Linked DNA regions of Arabidopsis thaliana: region 1 is linked to region 2. The links are chromatin contacts, called in public targeted proximity ligation maps. All regions are on one chromosome and are shown on one strand. The core of a region is the stretch at or near the end of the contact, and the rest is flanking DNA. Distances in the headings are between cores, read along the strand shown. Region 1 holds the start of AT1G11390 (Protein kinase superfamily protein). Region 2 holds the start of MLO2 (Seven transmembrane MLO family protein).

The links.
Region 1: a contact with region 2 is called in a targeted proximity ligation map of shoot, with 15 read pairs. A contact is called at or near these places in 8 of 26 Hi-C or Micro-C datasets (flower, leaf, root and 3 more) and 1 of 2 datasets of targeted methods (shoot).

Annotation. Positions count from the first base shown.
Region 1 is chr1:3,835,450-3,839,674 of TAIR10.1, forward strand. It overlaps AT1G11390 (Protein kinase superfamily protein), which reads right to left and starts at 2,227. Exons shown (of 5, transcript NM_101012.5): 1 at 1,849-2,227; 2 at 301-1,627; 3 at 1-220. The coding sequence starts at 1,856. PYM (partner of Y14-MAGO) reads left to right here and starts at 2,300. Exons shown (of 6, transcript NM_001331983.1): 1 at 2,300-2,538; 2 at 3,259-3,510; 3 at 3,778-3,891; 4 at 3,973-4,161. The coding sequence starts at 3,328.
Region 2 is chr1:3,801,854-3,806,539 of TAIR10.1, forward strand. MLO2 (Seven transmembrane MLO family protein) reads right to left here and starts at 2,380. Exons shown (of 14, transcript NM_101004.4): 1 at 1,895-2,380; 2 at 1,649-1,706; 3 at 1,268-1,533; 4 at 1,058-1,174; 5 at 904-964; 6 at 670-833; 7 at 492-586; 8 at 356-405; 9 at 229-269; 10 at 1-149. The coding sequence starts at 2,017.

The sequences.
Region 1 (4,225 bases), core at 977-3,476, 33 kb after region 2:
ATTTAAGTGTTCGTTCAGCAGCAGTCCGGCCATCTCTACGCGCAACCGCCTTGAAAAAGTCAAGTAAGTTCTCTCGGTCATTCTTTGCAAGTTCTGCAGTCATTCCCACATCAAGGAAAACAATGTGAGGCTTCTTCGTTTTGAAAAGGCCTCCACGGGAAGCCTTTTTCCGGACAAGGATATTTCCCGGATGCATGTCAGCGTGAATAAAGTTATCAACCTGAAGTAACAATTCACTTGAGATTAAGAGCATTGATGAAGCGTATATCAGTTATACAAAAGATACAAAGAGGTTAATACCAAGAGCATCTTCAAGAGGGCATGGGTCCCGATGTGAGCCAATCTAGTCTTAATCCATTCATGTCCTTCCATTCCATCAACATAACGTGCCACACTTTCTCCATGCTCATATGTCTCCACCAAAACAGCAGGATGTACAAGAGGATACACAGGTTTAGGGAAAGAGACATCCTTCCATCTACGGAAGTTATATATGAACCGACTCAAATGTGAAGCTTCCCTCGCGAGATCAACTTGAGACAACATGAAGACACCAAACTGTTGCACACTCTCGTCCAATCTCAACCATTTCAAAGCTGGAATTAAAGTCGATATCTTTGCCACCAAATTAATTATCACAAAATCTCTCCTAATCGATTCACCAACACCCGGATGTCTAACTTTAACCGCAACCAGCGAAGACTTGGACTTTTGTCCTGGATACTGAAACCTTAAAGAAGCTCTATGTACTTGGGCAATACTCCCAGATGCCACTGGCACCTCATCAAACTCCTCAAATATCTCAGAAAGTTTACGACCAAATGCCTTCTCGATAGTTTTCTTAGTGTAGGCGAAGCTATGCTCAGGAGCATTACTGTGAAGCTTTGAGAGCTGTGAACACAAATCCTTGGGGAATAGATCAGGTCGCGTGGCTGCCCATTGACCCCATTTGATAAAAGCAGGACCTGCTCTTTCCAGAGTTCGATGGACCATCTCAAGCCATATTTTCCTAAAACGAGGCCCACATGATTCCACAACCAGCCCCATCAGAATAGTAGGAGTAAACAAACAAGCTATATAAAAAGCCCTCCCAATCAAGATAAAACCCTCTATAACCGAAAACAATAACGAAGACAGAAAGATAGGACCATTCTTAGCCCTTGTATAGAGAGATTTATCTGAAGCATAGTGATTTATCCCCGAACCAGGAGCTCTTTGTGCCCATGCTACTTGTCCACAAGTGACAGCAACGATCCCAGGTATTAACAAGTGCGAACGGGTAAGAGACAAGCTAAACGCCTGAGCAATGGTACTAATACGCTCAGAATACTTATAATGAAGCCTTCTCCAAGCAATTTGGGCATGATGACTAACTACATTTCTTGCAGGGGCAGTAGTATAACTTCGAGACAGATGATTACTTAAAAAACTTCCTTTGAGATCTCTAAAGGCAAAAGTACAATACACATTACTCGGAATCCTACCAGATGAAGAGTAAGTTCTGAGCTGAGGCGACCTTAGAGCAGCTGTAAAAGCAGTTCTATAGCTTCCCCATTGAGACACTCTATCTTTCTGGTTCGAGACAAGAGATTGTGTTTGCTTTCCAACGATTTTAGAGATCAAAACTCTGCAATAACAACAACAAATCAATGATGAGAAAGTAAGCAATAAGCAGCTAAGAGAGTATACAGAAGGATCCGATCAACATTAAGACGTATGAACCATTGAAACTCGTAAATGTCGAAACTTTACAGATAAAATGAGTCTCCGAGGAAATGGGAAACAAAAATCCGATCAGAAATCATGAAAGACCCACGAAAGTGGTTAAGCCCGTTTGATTAAACAAACCTTGACATAGCGACGAAGATGGTGAGAAACCAACGGAAAGAATATGCGAAAACAGGGCTTGTTGGGTATGGATCTCTAAAACGTTAAAATTGAGGAGCATTTTCTCATTGACTTGAGCTTTTGGGGACTAGTCGGTCACAGTCTACCGTCCGGCGTTAATTGGGTTCGAAGCTTTCTTCCCGGAGAAGACCTAAAGCCGATACGGAGAAGAGACGGAGGAAGAGAGAGAGAGATCAGGTCAGGTCAGTGATTTCGTTCGGAGAGAGAGACAGGCCCAAAAAAAGGAAATTGATATCTCGTGGGCTTAACGCTTGATTTAGTCGACGTGTGACATTGTCAAACCAAGGAATGATGTGAACATAAAAAGCCTTAATGTCGGTCTAAAAGACAGCTTGTCGTCAAAATTAAAATGTTCATTCCAAAGTTTTTTATTTTGTCTCCCTAAGTATTTATTAACTTGTCTAATTTTGATTTTGATTGGTCCACATATCTTTTTAATTTTATACTTTAGAAAGAAGAAGAAACAGAATACACAAAACATAGTTAAACCACATTAAGCTGTCTCGATCCCATTCCTTAGGGTGTCAGGTCACGGTCGACATAAAAACATCTTTTCCATCCAATATTTACCGGTTTCGTTTCACCGGATTTGGGCTCTCCGGCGACGGAGAATAGCCACCATCTCCGTAGGTCAGCTTTCTTTTTTTTTCTTCTCTTTCCTCTCTCTCATATCTCTGTATGATTGGCCGAGGTGTAGGGAGCTCTGGCCGCCGGCAAAAAAAATAGGTTAACTAAATTTGGTGTGTTCTCGGTTTTTGTTAACAGCAACGAGACGAAATTAGAGGAAATTGAATTGAGCTTTAAGGTTGATTGAAACTGGAATCTGGAAAGTTTGTCTTTTTGGTTATGTTTGGTTTTAGGATCTGTAATGAAGATTTTGCTTGTGAGGTTATTAAATGCAGCCAAAGGAATTCTATCACCAAAGGTTTATACTTTGATGATAAGAAAACAGAAAAATGAGCTGGGACTTTGTATTGCATGGTTTTGAAATAACTGATTGTTGTGTGGTTATAGGAAGTGGTGTTTGATATGGCGAATTTCTTTTGTGGTTGCTAATGCTTACAGCTCACTAAACAATTTTTAAGTTGAATTTGAATTGTTGATCAGATGTTTGCTACTGAGTTGTGTGATCTTTTGAATATCTGCTATAACTTGTATACTCATTCTTGATACACGAGCTTACATGTTTCAGAGTTTAGAAAGCTTTATAATGTGTGAACTACACTGTTGTGCATTTAGCTTCTTCTAACAAACTGTTGTAACTCACCGTTAAACCAAAACTAGATTCCTTTTCCTGTCTAAATGTTTAACTCCATGAATTGTTTAATGAACCCTGTAAATTTGATACAGAAAACAGTATACTTGATAGCTGAGGAACAAGAGAAGTGACAAGGGTGATTGAAAAGTTGAAGGACTCAGATGGGAAGCAGAAGCGGAGAACAAGGAAAGCGAATGGCGGAACTGAGCAAAAATCTTAAAGAAGGTGAGAGGATTCTGGAGCCCACACGTAGACCTGATGGTACTCTCCGGAAACCCATTCGGATTCGACCTGGATATACTCCAGAAGATGAAGTTGTCAAATATCAGTCCAAAGGTTCTCTGGTATGGAATCCTTATTCCCTCAACACTCTATTCTGTTCTTGGACTCATTGTTTCTCGTGGAAATGAATCGTTTAAATTTGATTTTTCTCAGTAGTCAGTACTGGTTGTGGATAGCCTGCTTTCATTATTTGTACCACCCTTATGTTCTTTGTTCGAGTGCTCAACAGAAATTGTTACCAAATTTTTGCTCTTCTATCTTGGTTTGAATAAGGGCAAAAATGTAGATAGAACATATCTTTTTTCTAATTTGTATTTCATTTGTAATAGATGAAGAAGGAGATGGCCTCACAAGGGCCTCCAGGTTATGAACCTGATCCAGCTCCTAAACCAAAGACTAAAGCTGCTAAGAGGAACGAACGTAAAAAAGAGAAGCGATTACAGGTATGTGTTTCAACTCAATTCATATGCTACTAGCTTGGTCTTCGGTTAATGGAACATGCTTTCTAATTATCACCTCTGCAGGCTACTGCAGAAAAAGCTAACAGCTCTGAGGATGGATCAGCTAGTAATGGATCCCAATCGGTGAATGTATTGGCTTCTGAAATGGAGGCTTTGGACGTTTCGTCAAATAATGATGTATGTGGGGGAGCACCTAATCCAGGAACCACAGGAGAAGACGTAGAGAAAAGAATCCGCGCACTTAAGAAGAAAGTAAGATTTCCATCTTTCTCAGTTGCTTTAATTAAAATAAGACATTCGAGAACCTTTGGCTTTG
Region 2 (4,686 bases), core at 1,130-3,629:
AAAAGAATGAAGCGTGGCTTGCCAAACCAGAAGAGGTCATCACCAGGCTGAACCACTGGGGCGCCTCTCACCACATCACCTTTCTCTTGGATTCTTAGACCCAATTTTGTTATTATGACTTCAAGCTTTGTTCCAACTATTAGAATTACCTGCAGTTATATATTTTCACTCTGTTACAAAACTGGCGGCAAAAAGACAAAATCGGTTCAAGAGTTTGTTTGTACTTACGACTAGTGGAATGAATGGTAACCAGAGGTAAGAACGTAATCCTGTTTCAAAAGAAAACCGATGTCACTTTTGTGCGACTATTGATGCAGCTAAAATGTAGTTTTTGCGAGTAAGCAATGAACGTTACCATATGAATTGGTCAAGAGGAATAGCACAGCGACAAACCAGATAACCGGACTGCATAAAGTTGGCAGAGATTTAAGATAAAATATCCAAATTGGCTTTGCTCAGACTTTATAAAGCAATCATTATTAGATCCAAACCTGATTTCAACAACGGTTTTGAAGTCTTTCTCTAATGATCTCTGAATATACTTGCGGAAATCGAATCTTGATTCGTTACCGGGAGCAAAATGCGCCTGAAATATGTAGAATGTTAGATCATTGTCTTTGAGAGATACATGTTATAATGAACAATAGATAAAAAGAATAAATTCCATACCATGATGAAACCATGTCTTAGTGCTAAGTAATCAACTTTGGTGACAGATCCAAAGAACTGTCTAAAAAAACAAACAATCCATAGTGTGACTCTCGTCTTGCTCCAGAAATTGAGATGTCTTCTCCCAAAAGATGTGTCCCTCGCAAACCTGAACCTCTCAGGATCTGCATAACAAGACTAATTCATTCCCATTCAGGTCTTTAAGTTTCGTCGAATACTCACATATTTACATACCGTTGGAATACTGATACTCTATTGTCTTTGTCTCTTCCTCCCACGACTTCCACGTCCTCATCTGCAATACTCAAGAAAACAAGTATAAAAATCTTTTGCATACACTCTTTTTCTCGCCTTAACAACTGCGTAAGTCACAAGAAATGTTAGTTACCTTGATCTTTCCGAAAGCATAAGTAACAATGCAGTAAACAACATGAACAACCGCGAGCACGAAGATGAATATATGCAGCTGGTGGATTCCATAAGCAGATACAAAAGCCACTTTCCCCTGAGTAAATCCATCAATAGAAATCAAAATTCCATCGGTTTAACAAGCAGAGAATGATTTTTATATAGAGAGAGAAGGGAGATTATTAGTTACCTTCTCTGCACATTTGTCATAGCCTTTGGTGGCTAAACTTCTTCTATGGATATAAGATTCAGCTAACTCAAGAAGAAGTCTTCGACCGGGTTTATCTCCATCTCCATCATCTTTCTTTCCGGCGTCTTTCTTGCCGTATTTTTTAGCTTCTTCAGCAGCACTGCAAGGGTGCATTGTTGACGCAACTTTCTGGGAGATGCAGATATTTGAGATTGGTGTTTGTCCAATTGTGAGTAGTAGTGATATGAATCCCAACAGCATAAGCTCTGAATGAAGTTACGTAGAAAACAAAATCAGGAGCTTGTTAATGGATGAAGTTAAGTAGAAAAAGATAAGAAGCTTGTTGATAATGGATCAAGTTAAGTAGAAAAAGATAGTTACCTGCTTTGACCTTTTCAAGAGCTTCAAAAAGAGCCTGCTTGTGCTTCTTTTTAAACCACTGTTTAAGGCACAAAAAAAGGAATGATCAGATATTTTCGTTATTCTCACAGATTTAGTAGTGTTGATAGTGATAGGAGAAGAACTAAACAAATCCAAAAAAACAGAGCAGTAATTAAAGAAACAGAGCAGAAAGCAGAGCAAGAAACAGGGGAATCTTGAAATAAGGAGAAATATAAAGAGACTTACGGTTCCAATTTTGTGAATAGAATGTTCGAGGACAATCGAAATAAAGAGTAAGACAAAGCAAACAACAGCAACTGCCCACGTAGAGGTCTCCTCTAAAGTCCGCTCTTTTACTTGATCTGCCATTAGAGCTTAATCCTAAGAAAAAACCCCAAATAAGATTCTTCTAATTCCAGACCAGAGATCTTGTCTTTTTATATATAAATATAGAAACACACGAAGAGAAAGAGAGACACAGTCAGAGTTTCGTGTTCTTCTTTTGATCTAACTTCTCTCTATATTGAATTAGTACGCTACGCAATTTTGAATCTGGTCATAATATAGAGCAGACGAAAGAGGGAAGAAGAAGAAGAAGATAAGACCCGCAACGAGAGACTGTAAACTAAAGAAGGCGTTATTCGAGAAAGCTTCAACGTTTTGACTTTTCTTGTTGTTCCTCTCATGTGACGAGTGACGACGACTCCTCAATTATCAGCATAACCATTATTCTTTTTGGTCTACTTTATTTTGCTTTTTATTGGGTCAATCATCGGTGTTTTGTTTCTATTTTAAATCTATAACATTTTGGTTTCAGCTCGTTAGATTTTCAGAATAAAATAAAGCAAATTTTGAATTTTTTGATTCATTAGTCGTTTATTTTTGTTGGTATAATACTCCCATTTTGTGTACTTTGGAAGCCACTAGAGATTGTATAAGTATAAATAAGAATAACATTACTATAATGGGATCTTTCGTTGGAAAGTTCGTCATTTTGTTTTGTCTATTCCCAACTTGTTTGTTATATCTAAATAATATGCTCGTAGATACCAAGATTCAAGATATAACCATGCTCCTTTTTTTAATTTAAATTTTTACCAAAATGTAAATTTTCTATATATAAAAAAAGATATATTAATTGCTACTTGAAATTTATACAAGAAATTTCACCCATAATTGCTACTTGAAATTTGAAAATGATATTTTCCACCACCACCAATGACTGATTAAAAAATAAACTGATTTCTAACACACCTTACCACCCAAAACCTAATAAAAACTTTAAACTGTACCTCTATTTCTAACACACCCAATTAAAAGTGACTGATAAGTTGTCAAAACATTATTTTGAAAGATACATTGATGATGTGATTGTTTTTTTCTACAAAAATTTCAGTTTCGAAGTTTACCCATTAACGTGTTTTTTTTTTTTTGTTTTTTTTTTCTTGTTAATATCCTATATTTTATTAAATTTTCTTACTATCAACTGTACAAAAGTTTTATCATCCATTATACTATCTATAATGGAATTGTAATTTTATTACACTTAGATGTAACTAGAATTGTAAATATATTATTGTAGCAAACATTTGACTATTAAATTAATTACGTAACCTGGTTTTTATTTTGCCTTTTAATGAAATTATAAAAATTGTATAGTTTGAAAAATATGATACTATGACTATTTCTTATATCTTAAAATATTATTGTCAGATAAAAGAGTTTGGGATTTTTTGATAAGTTGTACTCTACAAAATATTCGAAAACAGCCTGTACAGTTGAACAGAGGCATGCAGCAATGATTAATAATTAATAGTTAGATAATTAGAATGTTAAGTGGAAAATTGTTGTATTTAGCTGACTTTCCAGTTTCCAATAGCCATCGCCCATCGAATGTTTATTTAATCAACATTCTTTAAAATAATGAGAGTGTTTTGCTTACTTGGCACGTGATTAAAGACTACTGACAGAAAAAAACAAGATTAAACATCTAACAGAAATAACATCTTTAAACTATGATTGCAAGTAGATATATATATATATATATATATATATATATATCAGAATAGTTGAAGAAATTACTGAAGAATCAATCAATATACACAAACAAAATTATAGTTTTTCTCCTTCGACAATATACGTTTAGAATTTAAACTAAACGAGATCCATATATACATTTTTTTTAATTTATATTTACTTTGATTGCATATGAGATTGATTGTACATGTACATATATGTTTATGATTATTAGTTAAAACTGATCGTGCATGTACATATATAAACTATGGAGAGTGGATTATAAGATTGTAAAAACTCAAATCTTTCTCTATAATATTTAACACGTGTTCATATTTATGACTGACACAATTGGACACAACTTAAGTTCAAAGAGTCAACAAATAACAATGCATGCTGAGGCATACATATATGTAAAAAAAAAAAAAATCGCAAAAAAAACAGATATGTAAATTATACATTATTGTTAATTGACAAACCAAGTTGCAAACTGCAACTAATCACATAGAGTTTAAAAATGTGATAATTAACGGAACGCTTAAGATGGACATGTAATTATATATTAATGAACTGAATCAAACAAAAACTAAAAACATTTATTGCTTATGTGGTTGATGAGATATTTGTTTTAAGCAACATGATCAAATGAGAATGTGAAGACGTGTTAGTCACATATGAATATGATTTATAAAAGAATCTAAGACGACATAAATGACTAGATGGTGGAAATAATGTGAGGCATCTTAATTTCCTTTTCATGCATCTTAATTTCCATATAATCCATAAAAAATGTATCTTATATGGTATTTTTCTCAATGAACGTTTTGTCCAATGGGCTAGAGACAAATATATCCTCCACTCTTTATAACGGAACGGGCTAACAATAAAAAAACGAAAGGAAAATTTGACGTCATCTTTTCTATTGTCACAAGAAAGACATCATATTTTCTATCGTTTTGTAGCATGTTACGTTTCAGATTGTTTTAGACTTTGTTTCTTAACTTGTCCTAATAGTTTACTCT